Linked DNA regions of Sus scrofa: region 1 is linked to region 2. The links are chromatin contacts, called in public HiChIP or PLAC-seq maps. All regions are on one chromosome and are shown on one strand. Each heading gives the region's core, a stretch centred on a gene start, on an enhancer-like site or on the middle of the called end of the contact. The rest is flanking DNA. Distances are from core to core; before and after follow the strand shown.

The links. HiChIP or PLAC-seq counts read pairs in DNA pulled down with a chosen protein or histone mark.
Region 1: a contact with region 2 is called in an H3K27ac HiChIP or PLAC-seq map of skeletal muscle. The contact joins two enhancer-like sites. A contact is called at or near these places in 1 of 47 Hi-C or Micro-C datasets (embryonic fibroblasts) and 2 of 2 datasets of contacts at active chromatin or transcription factors (alveolar macrophages and skeletal muscle).

What each region holds. Positions count from the first base shown.
Region 1 is chr1:190,655,625-190,662,169 of Sscrofa11.1, reverse strand. It overlaps HIF1A (hypoxia inducible factor 1, alpha subunit (basic helix-loop-helix transcription factor)), which reads right to left. Exons shown (of 15, transcript NM_001123124.1): 7 at 160-266. It also overlaps the pseudogene LOC106507611. Among named protein-coding and RNA genes, the nearest start is that of SNAPC1, 19 kb to the left of the region's middle. Within about 2 kb of position 4,024, at least 9 of the 83 cell types and tissues checked have an H3K27ac peak or open chromatin away from gene starts, as enhancers often do. A contact at or near this core is called in skeletal muscle, where this site is marked.
Region 2 is chr1:190,385,347-190,392,166 of Sscrofa11.1, reverse strand. The region is part of intron 10 of PRKCH (protein kinase C eta type); the gene reads right to left. Among named protein-coding and RNA genes, the nearest start is that of PRKCH, 180 kb to the right of the region's middle. Within about 2 kb of position 5,261, at least 17 of the 83 cell types and tissues checked have an H3K27ac peak or open chromatin away from gene starts, as enhancers often do. A contact at or near this core is called in skeletal muscle, where this site is marked.

The DNA of each region.
Region 1 (6,545 bases), core at 2,775-5,274, 270 kb before region 2:
ATATATTGTTAAATGATTCTGCTTTAATTGATATTAGTTATAACAAATATAAAACATAGATTTAATCACCCAGGCTACTTATAAAGAGATCTATTAAAATATTTAGTCTAGGAAGACTGGTTAAGACTGCAAGAGTTGAATAGTTAGATCTACACTTACTATCATGATGAGTTTTGGTCAGATGATCAGAGTCCAAAGCATGATAATATTCATAAATTGAGCGGCCCAGAAGTTCTTCTGGCTCATATCCCATTAATTCAGTAATTCTGTTAGGTAAAAAATGTATAAAGAAAAAAATGACAGAAACTGGTTAGTGAAAAAAAATTTTCCTTCTCTGGAGTAAGTGACATGCTTTAATATTATGGATGAGTGAATTTTCAAAAGTAAAGAACATCCTTCTGTGTTTAGTTAAACTTATATCTCACCTTTAGTAACACCATAGTTACTAAATTTAATTTATAAATTAAGTATAGATTAAATTTAAAATATAGATTAAGCCCATAAAATTATCTTACCATAAACCACATTCTTTCTGTGTGTATGTATACAAAAACTGATTCTTTATATAACAGTTCTCCTAGGAAGGGCTTCACCTTGGGGGACCAGTATCTACTATAGAATTTTAATATGGTAACCAAATAAGTACTTATGTTTGTTTTGGAAGGTGCTCTTCTACTCAGATTTTGAAATTACCCAAATTATAGGAATTCATTTCAGATGAGATAATGGTATCAAACTGAAAATAACAAGAAAGTAATGCAGTTACCCCTTGTGGTTCCCTGGTAGTTCCTTTAGGACAGAGACTAGATCTTACTACTGTCTGGAATCACTGTCTGAAATGGAGCTCATTTCATGAGAAAGAGAAAGCTGCCTTCTTAGCAGCATGACAGCAATATTATCTTCTTTTCTGGGAATAAAACATGAGTTAAGTTCTTTGATTTCTCAGCCTTTAGAATTCAAAGGACCTTCTGAGATACAAGCAAAAGCTATATAATGTACTGTATCCAAGAAGCCAAACAATTCCAGAAAACATACAGGGAAGATAGGTATAGTAATACTGTTTGTGTTGTCACAACTTATATGCCAGAGTTTATTCCAAAATAAATAAATAAATAAATAGGTAAATAGCTGATTTGAGAAGAAAAAAAAAATCAAAACTAAACTAAACCAAAATCCAGAATTCTTTACAAGCACATCTACACTAGGTGGCAGCATTACAAAGGGAACAATTGTTTTTATAAATAATCTGATTTAATTATGCTTTAAAGATAATTTTAATTGGTTTTACATAGGTTATACGTTTAAATCAAATTCTATGGAGCTATAATTTTTTTCATTAAACTTTTATATTCCATCATGTGCCTGGCATTTGTTCTAGGTGTGAAAATGCAAAGGCAAAACTCAATGTATGATGAATTTTCTGGTGTGTTTACCACACTACTTATGAAATTATGTCTCAACTATAGTGATGGGAATCTTTTAGGAATCAGAGGAACCACCTCTATCCATGATAAGGAATGGTGGGGTGAAGGACAGCGTCTTCTAGGAGACTTATGAGTTGAGTACAGAAGAGGCTCAAAGAACAAAAACCATTTTGGGAAGAAGGTACACTACAAGAAAAGATGGAGGTGAGAAAATGCCTGACACTGTGCAGGTAACAAAGATTCTGATGTGGTTATTGGGAGCAAGTATGAAGAAATGAGGTTGGAGAAGTAGGCAGGAGGATCAGATTAATGAGGGCTTTGTACATGGTGCTAAGAAGCTCTAATTTACTCAGTGCTTCTCAATCTGAGTTGAGGTACATCTATCACTAAAGGATAAAAGATGCCAAAATATAAACTGCGTATTTTCCTAGATGGTCAATTTTATTCATATTTGAGGGAGAAGTAAAGTTAATTTAACTTTAGAGAATCACATAGTTTTTTGTACCAAAAAAGAGAGGATCCAGAAAATTTGACCAAAAAGTGTTTTTAATGGACTAGTAAACCTATAACCTAAAGCAACTATGCGGTATATGGTTCATTTGTTCCAAGTATTATGGGGCAGAACTATTAACCTTATTTCTACTTTAATGCCAATTATCATGACATGAACATAGCAGATGCTCACATAAATATTTCAGTGATTATAAGTGGAAATTAGTACAATAATTAATAGCCATTTATGGGATATTTTGGATGTAAGAAATTTGATACATTAGATTTTCTCAAAATTGGGCAAACTTTTTTCTATATCTTGGTTCTAAGGGGTTATAGCTATGAGATGTTCCTAGAAAAAGCTCTAACCAGAAAACAACAATCTCCTGGTTAGAATCAAAACCTCATTTGGTTAATCTCTCAACAGGCTGCCTTTACTTCTCTGTCACAACCATTCTGCTAATTTTTTCTTTTTTTTAGGGCCGCACTCACGGTGTATGGAGGTTTCTAGGCTAGGGGTGGAATCAGAGCTGTAGCCACTGGCCTACACCACAACCACAGCAACGCCAGATCTGAGCCATTTCTTCGACCTACACCACAGCTCACAGCAATGCCAGATCCTTAACCCACCAAGCAAGGCTAGGGATCGAACCTGCGTCCATATGGATGCCAGTCAGATTCATTTCCACTGAGCCATGATGGGAACTCCCATTCTGTTAATCTTCTGATACAAACAGAAGGGTCATGTCACTCCCTTTCTTGTTTTCTCATTCTAGCTCTATCACTTTCCTTTCTCCCCAGCCCATCCCTATACTTTACTATTGAATTCAAAAAATAAAAACTAGGAGTTCCCGTTGTGGCTCAGTGGGTTAAAAAACAGTCTCCTTGAGATAAAGGTTTGATCCCTGGCCTCGCTCAGTGGGTTAAGGATCTGGCTTTGCCACGAGCTGCGGCAAAGGCTGCTGAGATGGATCATATCAGGTATGATGTGGTGTAGGCCTGCAGTTATAGCTCTGATTTGATCCCTAGCCCAGGAACTTCCATATGCTGCAGGTATGACCATTAAAAAATAAATAAATAAAATAAAAACTAATTACTCAGAGTTCCCATCATGGCTCAGCGGTAACAAACCCAACTAGTATCCATGAGGATGCAGATTCAATTCCTGGCCTTACTCAATGGGTTAAGGATCTGGCAGTGCTGTGAGCTGTGGTGTAGGTCGCAGATGCGGCTCAGATCCTGTGTTGCTATGGCTGGTGTAGGCCGGCAGCTATAGCTCCGATTAGACCCCTAGCCCGGGAACTTCCATATGTCATGGATGCCACCCTAAAAAGACAAAAAAATAAAAAAAATAAAAACTAATTCCTCAAAAAAGGAAGGGCATCTCTCTTCTATCATACACTGACATAAACACTGGCAGTAAATGCCATAAAATACTTCTTGGCTCTTCTATCTTCATTTTTCTTAACTCTAACCCCAGCGGTCAAACAGTCACTGTGTGTAATAGGTGCTCAACACTCTTTTAATCCTTACAAGCATGACCCTTTTTTAACAGATAAGGACCATGAGATTTACAACAGTGCCTAAGATCCAGGTCACACTGTTACCAGGACTGCAAGCCAGCATGGAATCAAGGATTATGTGATACAAAGCCAGTGCCCTCTCACATTCCTTGTACAGTGGGGCAGAGGCTTCTTATCTACTTTATAGTTAGCACTAAGGACTTAAAGTTGTTTTCCTCATATAATCTTCAAGTTGAAGATGATACTAATACACGCATTATACTTTATCTAAAGTAGAGATTATTAAAGATGAAGAAAATGATGCACAAAGAAAAGAAGTAATGTGTCTAAGGTCACCCGGATATAGGCAGTCAGGATTTAGCAGTCTAGCTACAGAACATATGCTTTCAGCCATGGTCATACAGCCTTAAAGCAAAAAATGGTACAAGCAAGCAAATAATTGCAAAAGCAGAAAAAAGGCCATGACAGACTTACATACATGAAACAGTAATTTCTTAAAGAAACAAGGAAAGCTCTACAAATAGATGCAGTAGGTAGCTCTTGGAAGCTAAGTATGTGTTTGGAGTTGAGGATAGCATCATTGCACTAAGACAGCAGAACAGCATGTGGAGCTCTCAGGCTATAGGCGACCACAGCAGAAGGGGGTCTTTTCCTCCTCCCAATTAATTTGGAGAAGTCAGAAGAGGCCAGATCATAAGTATCTTTGCTTGCTATGCTAAGAAGTTTAGATTTTATTGCCTGGGCCTGTTTTTTTCCCCCAGCTTTTCAAAATGCATGTCTTATTTTGATAAATAAAAATGTGCTATCCTTCTAATATATTTATAAACAAAAAAGGTTTTTTTTTTGTTTGTTTTTTTTTTTTTTTGGTATGTGAAGATGAAGGAGGGAAGCAGCTGAGGCATTTTCAACAGGAGTATGACATGATCTAATTTTCACATTAGGAAGTCCACTTCTTGGAAACCTGGATGAGATTAAAAGGGCACAAATCTGCTGGCAGAGATGCAGTTCATGCCAAATGTAATAATAAGCTGAAGAACTCAAAGGCAGGCAGACAAGAGTGGAAGGAGGAAATGGATCAAGAGATACATGCAAATGGTAATCTATTAAAATTTAGAGACCAACTGAGTGTAGATAATGAAAGCAAAAGAAAAGTTAAGAATGACTTAATTTTTGCTGGAGTCATGTGTATACTGTGGTATATCAATCATGATATTCATTATAAGAGGAAAAGCAGTTTTTGAAATTGTTTTGGGGTAGGAGTGGTTCAGTTTAGTTTCAGAAATTTTTAGTTTATAATATAGAAGAACATACCTCCAGATAAAAATATCAAATTGGCAATGAAATGGAAATAGTTATAAATAGAAATACGGGAAGTCGCAACAGAAACCGTGGCCAAAAATGAAACTGCTCAGGAAACTATGTAGGGTGAGGAGACGACCAAAAACTTTCCTTTCTAGTCCACAATCAAAAGTAATCTATCCCCTTTGCAAATGAAGCAATCAACAAGGGATTAATCTCCAAAATATACCAATATCTCATACAGCTTTACATTAAAAAATTTTTTTAAATAGGCTCATTTTGCTAGATTGGGCTGTTTAGCGCCTGTTACTGCAAAGGTGACTCACTTCATCCCATTTTTTTGATACTTTTATACTGGGAGGAGATCTTCATATTCTTCTAAGCTCTTTTACCTAAAAACTTAAAGCCTGGACTTTTCCTACAATTTAGCTCTTTGTTTTTGTTTTTTTTCTTTTTTTCTTTTCCCTCTTCAACTCAGCATGAGTGTGGATCCAGCTTGTCCCCAAAGCATCCAATTCTAGGGAATCTTCACCAATGCCTGACGTTTACAGGTCTGTAGAAAATTATGTCTCCTTGCAGATGTCATGTGCTTAAACCCTCAACACAGAAACTGAACAGCCCTGATTCTCCCACATGCCCCAGAATAAAACCACTGCCCATGTCTGAAGAGAAGAGCACAGAAAAGAAAGAAGTAAAGGTTCCAGTCAAGAAGTAGACGGTAAGAACTGTGTTCTCTCAGACCCAGCTCTGTGTCATCAATGACAGTTTTCAGAAGCAGAAATACCTCAGCCTCCAGCATTCGCAAGGACTTTCCAATATCCTGAACCTTAGCTACAAATAGGTTAAGACCTGGTTCCAGAACAAGCTAATGAACTCTAAGAGGTGGCAGAAAAACAACTGTCCAAGGAATAGCAACAGTGTGATTTAGGGCTTAGCCAGTACAGAATCCCCAGGCTTCTATTCCTACCACCAAATATGCCTGGTGAACACTTCTGGAAACCTGCCCATGAAGGGTAACCAGAGTTGGAATAACCCATCATGGAGCAAACAGACCTGGAACAGCCAGTCTTAGAGCAACCAAACCTGGAAGAGCCAGACCTGGTGCCCCCAAGCCTGGAATAACCAAACTTGGAACAACCAGTTCAAAACTGTGTCAAGGAATTCCTGAAGCCCCAGCTCCAGTGCCTGGAGCAAAATTCTCCTGTCAGTGATTTGGAAGCCACCCAAAAACTGCCAGGGAAAATCATAATGTAATACAGCAGACTGCGAAGTACTACAGTACCCAGCAGCAAATTATGGATTTATTCCCAAATTACTCCATGAACATAGAGTCTGAAGATATGTGATAACCATTTTTTTTTTTTAATATTTATTGGATTTGCAATGTTGTGTCAGCTTCTGTTGTGCAGGAAAGTGACCAGTCATGCATACGTACATTCTTTTTCTCATATTCCATCATGGTATATCCCAGGAGACTGAATATAGTTCCCTGTGCTGTAGAGTGGGACCTCGTTGCTTATCCATTCTAAATGTAGTGGTTTGCACCTACTGGCCCCAAACTCCCCATTCATCCCACTCCTTCTCCCTTCCCTCTTGGCAACCAACAGGTCTGTTCTCTACATCTGAGCATTTGTTTCTGTTTTGTAGATAGGTTTATTTTTGTCATATTTTGAATTCCACATATAGGTAATGTCACATGGTATTTGTCTTTCTCTTTCTGAGTTCACTTGGTATGAGAGTCTAGCTGCATCCATGTTGCTGCCAATGGCATTATTTTGTTCTTTATGGCTGAGGAGTATTTCATTGT
Region 2 (6,820 bases), core at 4,012-6,511:
TGGCATCCAGACCTGTTCTTCTGCATTTAACGCACCACGCTTATTTCCTGTTAGTCTCTTTCGCAAAAATTTATGGCTTCAACTGACAGGCAAATAAAGCCCAAACCTCCTGGTCTACACTCAAAACCTTCTACCTGCTCACCACCACCTACCTCACTGCCACACCCTGCTCTGGTCCGTCAATCACAATGAGGCCCCACAATTCCTTAGCACAGGGCATCTTCCTGCCTTCAAACCTCTGACCCTATTGTACCATCTACCTGGTATGCATTTCCACATTTCCCCATGAATTGAAAAAACCCTAGGGTTCAAATGCCATCTCTTCTTCAAGGCTTCTGCTGACCCTCTGCCTCAGAATCAATAACTTCCTTTTCTATGTTCTCATCACATTCTTTTTGCATGTGACTTTGAGCATTTCTGGTACCATGTCTTAAACTGTCCATTTCTGTCTGTGTTTGGAACCCCCCAAAAACAAAAGCCTGGAAGGCAAGGCCCCTGTTTTATTTACCTTTTGCTTTCCAGAGCCTAATCCAGTACAAAGCAGATGGGCAGGATACACTGAACAAGCCACTGAATGGCTGAGCTGGCTCCTTCAGAGTCAAAGCCCACAGACGGGCTTAATGATGGTCTCCTCTGAGGCTGTGTGTTTCAAAGCCCAGCCAAACAAGGGCAAATGAGTACAGAGTGTGTCAGGTAGGGTAAAGGGCACTTTCCAAACCAAAAAGTCCATAGAAGACAAATACACCTTTATGCCATAACTCACAAGCTGCATCAAATGTGATTCCTGGAACCCACAAGCCCTTGGCGGGAGGCTGAGGCTCAACACCATGGCAGAGAGTTGGCAGGATTTGGGGCTTCCTTCTGGAGCCCCTCCTGCCCCTTCACAGCTCTCCAGACCCCAGACTGGCCCAGCCCCACCACCTAAGCCAGTAACACATGACAGGCATCTGAACGTGACTCAGAATAAAGTTCACTTGGGAAGGTGAGGACCTAGGTGGAAATGAGGTAATGACAAATGGGATGCTTACAGATCTAGTTAGCAGCACTGTCTTGAGAACCCTAAGTTCTGAGTGGAATAATGTCCTCAAGCTCCACTCTGAGATACATGTACAGAGATGAGAAACCCATCAAAGAGAGACCATTTACAGCACAGGGCCTCCTGCATAAGACAAACTCAACCACCCGACCAGCAGTTATTCATCTTAATCCTATGTCATACTGGGATTTCCAAACCTGCTCTTACCTGAGACCAGACTCCCCAGTGTGGGGGAAAGAAATGACCCTGAGGACAAATTTAACCAAGACAGAAATCGAGGAGGGGTCAACTGACTTTGCTTCTCTGACACAGTGGTAAATGTGGGTGTCTGCACACACCACCACACTTTAAATACTGTCCTCCTGCAGAAGCCTGACTAGTGCAGATCGAAACACTTTTCTGACCATCTAGGTCTCTGCTTCCCTTTCAACACCACTAGGATGGCCTTAAGAATATCATTAACGAGGCCACCCTCCCTAGAGAAGAAAAACCCCTCTGTCACTACCTAGAGAAGAAAAAACTCCGTCTCCTCTGTACTGCCTTGATGCTCAGATCTGTGCCCACTCCCCTTTAATGCTTTGGAAACAGGGAAGTTCCTTGAAACTCAGAGCAAAAAAACTTGCCAGCTGCCAGTATTCTCATTTTCATCACATCAGACACCATCAACCTTCTGTGATCTTTAGTTTCTTGGAATTAAGGGTATACAGTTGTTGTCATGATGCATTCCCAAAGTTCCCTGGTGGCTCAGTGGATTAAGGATCCAGTGTTGTCACTGCTGTGGCTCTGGTTACTGCTACGACTTGGGTTCAATGCCTGGCCTAGGAATTTCTGCATGATGTGGGCATGGCCAAAAAAATAAAGTAGGCATCCCCCTGTGAACTGCTGTGTTAAAGGCTGGGGGACCAAAGGGAAGGAAATACTAACAGGGAAACTGAGGACCTATGCATATTGACTCGCCATCAAAGTAAACAGAGTTTAGGTGATTCCATCTGAAGACACCAATGCTTCATGGAAGGCCACGGGCTGCAGGAACTTTCCTTTTCTATCAGGTCCAAAGAACTGCATTAAATGTCTGTTCAGGAGTCACTGTGTGGCCAAAGGGAAGAAGAGGCAGTTAGGTTCCTTCTTTTTAGAGTTTCTTTTTTCCCCCCTTTCTTTCTTAGTCTGAGAAAGAGCCACAGGGAGCCACAGGGTGGGTGACTCCCATCGTTCACGGAAGTCTAGGTTGATGGTAGTGTCTGGTTTTCTAGGACACGCACTCCTGGCACTGAAGAGGAACTTTCTGGGAGGGTGGCAAGGGCTGGGCATTGGCTAAAGAAGCAGAGAAGATATGCTTTCCAAAGAGAGCCCACCCAAGAACCCAAGAGTTGAGACTTGGCTTGGGAGATCAGCTCCAAATGCTGGAAGAAGCCTGAGTTCCAGGGTTGGCATGGACACGAGACCACACCCCCCCACACACAGTCCAGTTGGCTTGGGAAACTGCCACAGCCCCTCAGCGTTGAGGCCTGAAGCCACAGCACAATGAAGTTTCCTCTGCTGACTCCCTGGTGCACCACAGAAGTGGGCAGACATTCCATGATGAAAGACGATCTCCCTGACATTTCTGCGAGCACTCAGATTTTCCAGCAGATTTCCTGTGGCACAGCCTTTCTGCCATCAAACTGCGGGGGGAGAGCTCACTGTTTCCAAAGTGAGGTGGAAAAGCTCATGGCAGCTGTAACTTTCGAATGCTTCCCTCATTTCCTCTTAGAGACCCACAGGGGGACCTACCGATCAGGCCTGTGTGGACACTGATTTGGGCTAAATGACATCTGGGAATTCTGGAGGAACTGACTGAGTGGCCAGGGCCAAGCAGAGTGTGGACACCTCCTGCTGCTCTGGTTCTTGCATCCCTTGTTTAGACTAAACTATGGAGACATATGAGTTCGATTTGGTAATTGTAGTGTTCCCTTTGGTCCCCGATTCTGAAGCTATTTGAATTTGAGACACCAGGTTAAATACTGGAGACATTCAACAACAGAAATGGATGGAGAGACATCTGTCTGTCTGTCTAATCTCCCCTTTCTTTAGCTCTATGGAGTCAAACTAAACATGACAAACCCATTCCCTTCCTTCCACATAATTCTAACAACTGGTAATTACTTTTACTTCTTTATATGTTTATACTACAATACTTACTTCCTGTAGGCAGGGTCCTGACCAATCTTGGTCACCACATATCCTTAGACACAAAGTAGGTCTCAGTAAATATTTGTTGCATGAGTAAATGAATGACTTAACGGATGCATATACAAATAGATGCATGCAAACCCATAAAGTTATGACTACTGACAAATTTGTATCTCATGTAAATTTATTAAAGCATCATGCAAAGAAAATGAAACATGAGACTCAGGGGAAAGGCAATTTTCCCCAATGTGTCTTTCAAATTAAGATAGTGACCAAGCTAAAAAGATACTTTCAAATAAGTTCTAATTCATGGCCTAGAAGAGAATAGTCCATGAAAGGAAAATGGTGGGAGAATAACTCTCCTACAGGAGGGGAACCCTCTCAACTGGTAAAAAATACTTTTCTTTGGTTCTTCCATCTCACAGAGAAAAAAAAAGTTGTAGAATGTGGATACCTCTTTGCAGGGTGACTGTGCAATGTACTGTCCAAAATGGGACTCAGTAAAAATGGGGGGGGGTGCTGGTATTAAGGGGGAAATCACGGGGGGGGGTGCTGGTATTAAGGCAGAAATCACAGGAGCAAACTGGGATGTCCTTGCCAAAGCTAAGATATGGGGCAGACCTAGCTCTTCACAATATATGTTCAGCTAAGCCTACTCAACGTTAAAGCAATTTCTTGACATTCTTCTCTTGAAAGTGCTTGTTCTTTACTGAATTCTTATCTTAACTCTTTGCTAGGTTTATGTTAGGAAGAATTCACTCTTAGGAAGTACAGTATCTTGAGCCTTCCTGGGAAGTTATCCATCCTAGAGTTACCTCTTTAAGCATAAAGTAGGACCCAGACCACCCTTTGGAGACTCCAAATGAGCTACTGTGAAAATGCTCTGCGGAAAAAGCCCTCGACGCTCTTTCTCTGGATGCAAACAGAACATAAAAATATCCAGTCGCTGCAGCAAAACTGAACAAAGCCCAGCAGCCCCTCAGATGGTCTTGTGGGAAAGTGCCTTGTAACATGCTCACTTCTTATGGAAGTGCCACCAAACAAAGATTACGCTCAGCCTTCCCAACCAGAAAAGCTTCAGTTTTTCCCATTTTCACTGCCAAAGATGAAATGCCAAGAAATGCTGGGAACCGTGCTTATACACACTTCGTATTTTATATTCTGAAACCCCAAGGAATAAGCTGCGGAGAACAGAGTCCTGTTTCTTACAGGGCAGCTGAACAGCTACAGCACTCAGCTCTTTGGAGCGTGGCTGAGTATTTGCATGGGGAGAAACAAACACAGACCTCACAGGTTCTTCCCGTTGGTGTGGACCTTCCTGGCATCTGTGGCAGACCTCGGCTGGCTTTTCTCATTGATTTCTTTTTTGTTATTTTTTAACTTTCTGAATGACTCAGCCAGATGCTTACGGGAAAAAAAAATCACTACCACACATTTAAGTCAGTCATAAGGAAACTCAGACACCGCCTCTGACAGGTTTGAACTCGTCTCTTCACAGACAAGAAAACAAAACTTCAGTGTTTTTTAGGACAAAACCGAACCCTCTTAATTTTTTTTTTTTTTTTTTTTTTTTTTTAAGAGTGGCAAGAAAGCGGCCAGCCTGACAGGGTTTAGATTTCGGTTCCCTTTGTCAAAAATTTCCCCCTAAGCTGCAAATTAGGTCTTAATCCACCGTCACAGTGTATTTTTCTCAATTCCAGTGTCTCCTGCAGGAATTGGAACAAACAAACAAAAACCAAACCAAACAAAAATATAAAACAGGTCTTCCTTCTTCCCTCCCTCCCTTCCTTCCAGAATTATTAACACAGGAGCCTCAGAAAGGGCTCAGGACAGAAAAAAAAAAAAACAAAACAAAACAAAACAAAAAAAAACACCCAACAACCCACAAAAACCTGTTCTAAAGGGTGAATTTTATGACCACTATCACCTGCTTTCCTCCATTTCAGTCTCATTTCTTTGTCAAAGGAGTGTTAAAATCCTCACTAGGGGCAAACTTGGGAGGGGCAGGCTTCCCTTGGCTGAGATGAAAAAAGATGTAACACTCGCTCTTGCTTAATTCACAAGATCTGGACGGTTTCCACAAGTTTTCACTGTACAGGAGCTCCCCTCTGATTTTTCTTCTCTCCTAGACAGTGCTTGCTCCAGTGCCTTGCAGAGAAAGGGGTTTGAAAAGCTTGTGACCAAGCTCAACGACCAAGCCACTCCTGCACCAAAGCAAAGCAAGCAGCCTGCAGCCAGTGTGGCTGTGTGTGCTGTTGCTCCTTAATCCAGTTATAAATAACCACTGATGCAACTGCACGACATGTAGGGCTGGAAATAAATTTCTCTTTGTAGCTATGGAACTGCAATAAACTTTTATAAGCCTGTTGCTTGATCCGAACAGACCTGCACAGTTTCTCCAACAAGAGCAGAATTCTTTGCAGGTTTGAACCCTCGCCCTTCTCAGAAAAGAGGAGTCTCAAAATTGCTACCTTTTTACAGGATTTGATCTTTGGAAAGGTTTAGGGAAAAGTCTTTGTTCTTCAAGTGTCCCCTGTAGCACCATTTGTTTTTCCATAGGAAACGCACTCAAACACAGGGCTTGATTGCGCATAAACCATTTCTGGCAGGACAGGCAAGAAATGGGTACCTGGTTGCCTGGAAAAGAGAAATCAGGAGGTTGGACTGTAATCTTTTTAGAATAGCTAAACATCTCTCTTTTATTGCATGTAGGCATTAACTCATCTAACTAAATTACACTGACACTGCTCTTTAGTCAAGAACTAACACTCTGTTGATATCTATCTTCAAGTTATTTCTCTCTCCCAATGTGTTCCTCCAGGCAAGCTCAGTAGTTAGAAATAAAACAGAAATGAAGAGAAGCAAGAAATATTGCTATACCATGTGCCAGAAGTGGAAGGATACTAAATGAAAATGAATAAGCAAAGCTCTGGATGCCAAGCCCTGATAGAGCCATGACAGATGAGAGAAAAAGCCTGAGTGTCCTGGCTCTTCATTCGGCAGCTCCCCCCGCCCCACCACCAACCCTGTGACAATTCTGTCCCATGCCTACTGACTGATTTCTCTTCCTCCTCTGCCCACCCCTCACTCCTTTTGCGTATTTCTTAAAAAAAAAAAAAATGGTTCTCAAAAATCATAAAAGTGGACTTCCCTTTGTGTCTCAGTGGTAACAAATCTGACTAGTATCCGTGAGGATGTGGGTTTGATCCCTGGCCTTGCTCGGTGGGTTAAGGATCTGGTGTTGCCATGAACTGTGGTGTAGGCTGCAGATGTGGCTTGGATCCTGCATTGCTGTGGCTATGGTGTAGGCCAGCAGCTGCAGCTCCGATTTGACCCCTAGCCTGGGAACTTCCATATGCCACATGTGCAGCCCTAAAAAGTCCAAAAAAAAAAAATCATAAAAGTGACACCTTCTCACCATAATCACTGTGATACACTATGAAGATACGTAGTGAAAAATTAACCATGGTCCCCCCATCCCAAACTGTTGTTTCTGCTCTTCCACAACTTCCTACATACATATATCTATGTACAGACAGCTTTTGCTACCTTTTTTTGGCAGATATACATGATTGTATATGGAATGGGTGATCAACAGGGTCTTGCTGGATAGCA